Regions from separate parts of the Sus scrofa genome. Here region 2 is linked to region 1. Evidence: chromatin contacts called from public HiChIP or PLAC-seq data. All regions are on one chromosome and are shown on one strand. Each heading gives the region's core, a stretch centred on a gene start, on an enhancer-like site or on the middle of the called end of the contact. The rest is flanking DNA. Distances are from core to core; before and after follow the strand shown.

Evidence for each region. HiChIP or PLAC-seq counts read pairs in DNA pulled down with a chosen protein or histone mark.
Region 2: a contact with region 1 is called in an H3K27ac HiChIP or PLAC-seq map of alveolar macrophages. The contact joins two enhancer-like sites. A contact is called at or near these places in 6 of 47 Hi-C or Micro-C datasets (blood, liver, mesenteric adipose tissue and 2 more) and 1 of 2 datasets of contacts at active chromatin or transcription factors (alveolar macrophages).

The regions. Positions count from the first base shown.
Region 1 is chr12:11,735,945-11,739,452 of Sscrofa11.1, reverse strand. WIPI1 (WD repeat domain, phosphoinositide interacting 1) reads right to left here. Exons shown (of 13, transcript NM_001190294.1): 5 at 2,158-2,255; 6 at 1,429-1,521; 7 at 699-769. Among named protein-coding and RNA genes, the nearest start is that of WIPI1, 22 kb to the right of the region's middle. Within about 2 kb of position 1,847, at least 23 of the 83 cell types and tissues checked have an H3K27ac peak or open chromatin away from gene starts, as enhancers often do. A contact at or near this core is called in alveolar macrophages and skeletal muscle, where this site is marked.
Region 2 is chr12:12,005,712-12,009,219 of Sscrofa11.1, reverse strand. No RefSeq gene overlaps it. Among named protein-coding and RNA genes, the nearest start is that of RGS9, 7.9 kb to the left of the region's middle. Within about 2 kb of position 1,784, at least 71 of the 83 cell types and tissues checked have an H3K27ac peak or open chromatin away from gene starts, as enhancers often do. A contact at or near this core is called in alveolar macrophages and skeletal muscle, where this site is marked.

The DNA.
Region 1 (3,508 bases), core at 598-3,097:
AATATGGCACAAGTGAACTTGTCTATGAAACATAAATTCACAGGCATAGAGAACAGACTTGTGGCTGCCAAGGGAGAGGGGAGAAGGGAGGGCTGGACTGGGAGTTTGGAGTTAGCAGGTGCAAACTCTTATATACAAGAGGAAAAATAACAAGGCTCCTCCAGTACAGCACAGGGAATTATAGTCAATACCCTGTGATTAACCATAATGAAAAATAATATTAAAAAGAATTTACATATACGTGTAATGGAATCACTTTTGCTGTACAGCAGAAATTAACACAACATTGTAAATCAATTATACTACAATTAAAAAAAAGGGGGCTCTCCAGGCTGAAGGCCCAGGCTAAAAAGCCTCCCCGGGAGTTCTCCTGTGGCACAGCAGCCAGTTAAGGATCCGGTGTTGTCCCTGCAGTGGCCCGGGCTGCTGCTGTGGCGTGGGTTCGATCCCTGGCCAGGGAACTTCCATATGCTTAGGGCATGGCCAAAGGGGGGAAAAAAACAAGTCCTCTCCGCTCTCAGGTGTGCTCAGCACTCAGCGGGGCCTCTAGGTCAGTCACCTGAGGAAGCAGAGTTAGACCCCTGCCTGGGGGGTGCGGGGGGACACAGCCACCCTCGGTCCACTCCCCGATGGCTGCCAGCTGTCCCCTGCAGAACCTCTGGGCGTACGTTCAAGCGGGTTTTCCTGGGCAGACAGACCTTTTCATTCCTCTCCGAAACTCATAGAGCTTTTGCCCTTCGGGTACCGAGAACACCCGGATGACAGTGCCCTGGAAGAGAAAGCAGGTGGGCGTTTCGTCCCGTGAATGGCCACACAGATGTGTCCCTTTAGAGAGGAGCCTGTCCTATTGCTTTTGAACATCTGTCTCGGGAGAGGAAGCACCGAGCATTGCGCCCAGAGGTTTTTGGTTTGTGTCTGTGCCACGTAAACCATTCTGGGGCTGTGAATGGAACACCCTCTGTCTCCCTCTCCCTCCCCTAGCCCAAGGTGCTGTGCGTGTTCCTTCAAAGGGCTCTGGCTTCTAGAATATTCAGTCCCTGCTTGTCAAAAATACACCTGTTTTTCAGGCGTCTGAAATTCAGCTCAGTCACCTGCCCCGACTGCTAGTCATGAGATATCCGGCCTGCCTGCTGAACAGCCATGCATTTTGTGTCTACTGTGTCTTTGAAACACAGCACAGCACCTATCCGGACCCGAGCGGGTGTGCATGCACGTGTCTTAAGACCGTGCGGGTTGGTGCAAAGTTTCTCGTATCCTGCACAGCAGAGGCCTGTGGCCTCTTCATGTAACAAATGCACCAATACACCAAACAAACATGCAGGGGCCCACCAGTCCTCGTATCACCTGTCCCCTCCCATCTGCTCTTTGAGGCCACCTGCAGCCCTCCCCTGCCCTGCGGAGAAGCGCCCCAAACACGGGAGCACTCACCTTCTCCGACGCGCTCGCCAGTTTGGAGCCGGCGGCATTGAAGGCGATGGCAGCCAGTGTCCCCTCATGGGCAGCAATGGTGCAGAGTGTTTTCTGTTGGTGAAAAGGCAGATGGAGATTGATGAGGGGAAGAGAGAAAATGTCTTTCCTCCAGGACACCCTCCGCATGTGCTGGGCTCCGCGTCTCTCTTTCCACCAGCTGTATGTCCTTTCCCTGTGTGTCTTGATCCTGCCTCAAGGGCCGCTCCATTTCTGTCCTTTTTCCTGCCCCCGGGAAGATGGAGGGGCAGCCAGGTGCAAGAGTGATGTCGCAGGGGCTCTCTGGATGCATCTTTGGGCGCCTGGCTTCCTGCAGCAAGCCTGCCCCGCTCCGCAAAGCCTCTGAGAGCAGAGGACAGGAAACGTGAAACAGCTGCACTCTGTCGCAGGCCGTGCCACAGCCCAGCATGACACACTCAGCCCGACGACGGGCCCCAGCTGGCACGAGGTTTCCATTCCACCGCAGGTGTCTGGGCCTGGCCCGCTGCCGGGTGGTTATGCTGACTGATGGCGATGAGGGCAAAGAGCACTACCTTCCCCTCCACACCCGACGGCCGCGGCCACTGCGCACTCGCCGGGTGCTGATTCCACCTGCGCGCCTCACCCCACGCGACCCAGCCTGCCCCTCACCTGTCCCGGACCAGGCGGCCAGGCAGGTGGGCTGGGCTGTCGGGCTCGCTGCCAACTTACCAGGGAGTGTCCATCGTACAGCACAATCTCTCCTGTCGTCAGGCTTCCAGGATAGGCCACGTAAGAATTGGAATGGTTGATAGAGAGGGCGCACAGACCTGGCAGAGGGTAAACCGCAGATGAAAAGCCAAGGTCCATCCGGGAGGCCCGGCCTGGAAAGGGCATCTGAAAACGGTACAACTACAGCGCCACCTGCTGGTGAGGGGAGGAACGGCCTCGCAGGCGGTGACAATTCGCTCTAATCCAAAGACTCCAATATAAAGTACGTTCCCAGGGTAAGACCTCCCTGAGTTGACCCTGACCTTGTCCACCCTTCAGCCAAGAATCCAGAATTTAGGATATTTTGCCTACTCCTCTTCACATGGTACCCAAGGGTCCTTAAATAACATCTTCCATTACAAGGAGGGCAATAAACAATTTACTCTTAACTGAAATAAGTGTTCTTACTGTGAGAGGCTGTGTTGTCTTTCTGCAAGTGATTAAATGCCATTTCAGGTGGAAGGGTGGGGAACTTGGGTGGGTGCAGGGGAGGACCTATTTGGAAATTGCCCCTTTCTGAGCCAAATGTCCTGCCCTGATAAGGGAACTGGGCCCCTTCGGAGGTGGAAATTCATGGACGGTTGCACCTGCGGGAAGATGCTGTGCCTGCCATTGGAACAAACTACAGAAAGAGGGCAATTTGGATTTAAGATGCTCAACAATATTCTGGAAGCGTAAACAGCCAACCCACCTATGCCAGTATTATTTATCAGGGGCTTCAAGGCAGGGAGGAGTCTAATAGCCTTTAAGTAAAGGATTTTCATAGCAATGGTTTAGATCAATAGAGATGAATAATGCAGTATTTATATAGTACTGCATTCAAGGAATCGCCAGAACCAAAAGCATTACCAGATCGGGAACTTCAAGATCAGGAAAGAGACATCTTTTTCAATAAATAAGGTGGCTCTATCTTTGTTACAAGTTAGGATGTTAAGTGGATTTCTCTTAAAAGTATAAGAAAAACTTTAGGTCAGGCTAAAACGTTTCTGACCTAATCAGCTGCAGGTGAAGAACAAGTAAAAGAAGCAAATGTCGAGAACAGGAACCAAGGTCTTAACTCCTGCTCGGGCTTTGTTGAGGACAGAGCCAGGGCTGTGCTCTTAGCATGTGCTAGGAAGCTATGGGAGGAAGGGGACTGAGCCCAGCACCCTTTCTTGTAGGCTCTGGTATCCTGCATCCCTCTTCTTTGGACAAGGTCACCTGGCTTTAGCAGAAACCACTCATACCTTCTCAGCGTTCTCTGGGAACCCCGATTCCCCATCTCAACTGGGGAATTTGCAATCCAAATGCAACTCCAAGAACAGCTAGGCAG
Region 2 (3,508 bases), core at 535-3,034, 270 kb before region 1:
TTGATTGAGCACCATTTCTCAGCAGAGAACTGTGTCCAGCACCCACGGTAAAAAGGTGAAAAGATCCAGTTCTGCCTTGTGGGTGTTTCTAGTAGGAAAGAAAGAGATGAAATATAAGTCCAGGATAATGCAGTGGATGGAACAGGAGTATGTGGAAGGCAAAAGAGAAAAGGACAGAACAGAAAGGTGAGCAGAGTCTGCTCAGAGGAAATAACAAAGGTTTCACATAAGAGGCGTTAATATACCTGCTCCATTCACTGAGCGCTCACGCCAACCCTAGTAGTTGTCTGTTATCAATACTGGATTCAACAAAGGAGGAAAGAGGATAAATAAGAAGCTGAAGTTCATGCCCAGCTTAAGCCGCGGAGCCAGGAATGAGACCCAGGCCGCCTGGCCTCTGCCTACACATCTCACCTCCTTAATCCACGCTGGGATTTTCCCATCAGCCAGGCCTGGGCTCACCCCAGACCTGCGCTGAGAGCTCCATGGTTCCCACGGAAAAATCATGATGCAAAAACCAGAAAAAAGAAAACTGGATGTTGGGCAAGTAAAAGTCAAAAGGGGTCCATTACAGAACTGCTTCAGAAATGCAGCTCTTCCTCCCTCTTGGATTATTTCGCTGGGATGAATTTTCTCCCGAGTCAGAGCCTAAACACGTGCAATGGCCTCTGCTATAGATCGCTCGGTGGTTTTTCAATAGGACTGTATATTTCTGTTCCCTTTGCCCGGAATGAACTAACTTCCCCACACCCTTATTATGCTTTTTCTACCTAGACAATTCTAATTTTACTGGATTCTGTAGTTGTACTTGCCTAGTTTCCCCTTCCTCTTTTTAGAGCAGCAACCCGGAATAAGAGAGTACCATAAAAAAGCTGTTCACATGAACCTCTGATTGAACAGCCAGTTGGGGCCCCTGGGGTTGAGGGGAAGCACAGGTGTACCCGCCTGTCCCTGCAGGATTAAGGGGGACAAGAGGGCTCTGCCTGGGTGGGGGTGGGGAGGAGAAGGTACTCTAAACATAAAATCTTTTTTTTTTTTAAGTATTATTATTTAAGGTCATTTCAGTTGTGTTACTGCATCCAAGCTGGATTTCGTGTCAATAAAAAAATGTGCGCCTACTCTAGTACAAAACGGCTAGAAAACTGGTTTGGGGGACTCTATTGTGCTCCTGTAGCTCCATTATTTATAAGAGTGATGAGGGCAATTTCCGACTCCCTACCAGTAGCGCTGCCAGGTGCACTCGCGAATAAAAGGGCAGGAAAGCGTCCCAAAGGCAGCGAGCTGCTATCCACCTCTAGAGCCCCAAAGGCCCCTCACGCAGGGTGGCCACCCCAGGCCCAGGCCATAGAGGTGCGGATGCCTCCAAACTCCTAGAGAGGAAGAGCAGGCTCCCGGGAGGAGGACTTCCGCCGGCGGCCCACTTCCGGCTCCGCCCCCACCCGCCCCAAGGCGGCGAGTTTGCGGGCGTTGGTGGGAGGGTGTGTCTCCTGCGAGGGGCTCAGGTGGGGGTCGCTAGGTGCGGGGCGCGGGCACCAGAACTGGGGGGCCGGGAGCGAGGATTCACAGAGGGGGCCGCCTTAAGGCCACGGCGCCGGGGCCCCTTTCCTCCAAGTGCTGACTGGGGATCAGCTCCTCGAATACTCAGAGCTGTGGACTTATTTTTTTGTAACTGATTGAGGCCCATTGGCTCGGAGAAAATAACGGTGAAACCCCAACCTAAAAATATGTCATTTAGGGCTTGTTTTCGTGTATCTGCGAGAACGGCCCGTTTAAGAAACAGTCAAGTGGAGTTAGCTGGTGGCACAGTGGGTTAAAGATCTGGCCATGTCACTGCTATGGCGCAGGTTCCATCGCTGACCGAGAAATTCAGTATGCTTTGGGCACAGCCAAAAATAAAATAAAATATTAAAAAAAAAAAAAACAGTCAAGTAACTGAAACAACGTGTCTTAGTATTTAACTGTGGCTAGACTGGGGAGAGAGGAGTCAGGGCAAACAGCGCGGTGGCCCTGTAAGAACAGGGTTCCGGGGGAACATGCAGAGTGCAGTTTGGAAGGAAGACGGAATGGGGTATCAGAATGCCCTCTCCGTGGGAGAGGAAGGGGAAGTGGGACTCTGGCGACTAGATTACTTGCAGAATACTGGCCGGGGTTCTTTCTCTTCCAGGGCAGCAGCTTGGCACAGGCACTCACTACCTGAACTTTTTGACCTGGAGTGCGCTCAGTTTTAAAATGGGGATGGTATCTGCCATCCTGTCCTACTGTATGTGATCCTTTCCTATTGTGTGTGATCTTAGTATGTTTAATGAACCAGATTTATCTTCTCTATAAGATCATGTTGGGGCAGGAGTTCCCTGGTGGCCTAGTGGTTAAGGACTCAGCATTGTCAGGGCTGTGGCTCAGCTTCCATCCCTTGCCCAGGTACCTCCAAATGCTGCGGGTGTCACACACACACACACACACACAAAGATTGGGGAGTATTTAAAGAAGATTTTGCATTGCTGTGGCTGCGGTGTAGGCCGGCAGCTACAGCTCTGATTAGACCCCTAGCCTGGGAACCTCCATATGCCACCAGTGCAGCTCTAAAAAAAAGACAACAAATAGGTAAATAAATAAATAAACATGGCCCTAAAAAACAGACAATAAATAAAATAAATAAGCTTTTACCATAATGTGTTCCTGAGGGGAAAATAAAAGATGGACAAATAAATTTAGGATTTGAACCATAGTCTCTTAGCACAAATAATAATAGAGTATTAAATTGTTCTGAGAAACTCCGCAATAATGGAACTCGCGTCACTTTGGTTAGCCTGGTGTTTCTCAAGCATTTGACCACAGAGCCTTGAGTAACACCCTATTAATATCTCCCCAATGTGGTTTTTCCCAGAACATATTTTTGGGAGATGCTGACATAAAGAAATCCTTCACCTGAGCACAGTCCTGTTCAAGAGGCACTCTCACTTCTCAAAAGACATCTCAGAACTGCTTTTTGAAAATCATCTGACTGAATTTCAGTAAGGATGGTTTCAGTTTTACAGATGTTCTAGAAAATGGTCCATAAATAATGAAGTACTACATCTACTAACATTTGGAAAAGGAAGTGACCCCTCCTTGCCCTTCCTCCCACACACATCATGGACAGTGGACAAGATCGTAATATTATTGAGCAAATGTTATCAATATATTATTTATTAAACAATAGAAATAACTAAATGGAGGAGTTCCCTGGTGGCCTAGCGTTTAAGAATTTGGCACTGTCACTGCTGTGGCTCGGGTTTGATTCGCTAGGCACTTCCACATGCTTCAGGTGTGGAAGAAAGAAAGGGAGAGAGGGAGGAAGGAAGGAAGAATTAAATGGGAAAAATATGAATTGTTCCAAATGGAACTTCTACGATTCAGGGCTTCTTAATGACAAACCTAGGCAATTTGTTAAAGACCAACTTGAGTAAAATGACTGATATTTCCTCCTAGAAACAGAATGTAGTTAAGAGTCACTTCAGCACGTATGTAT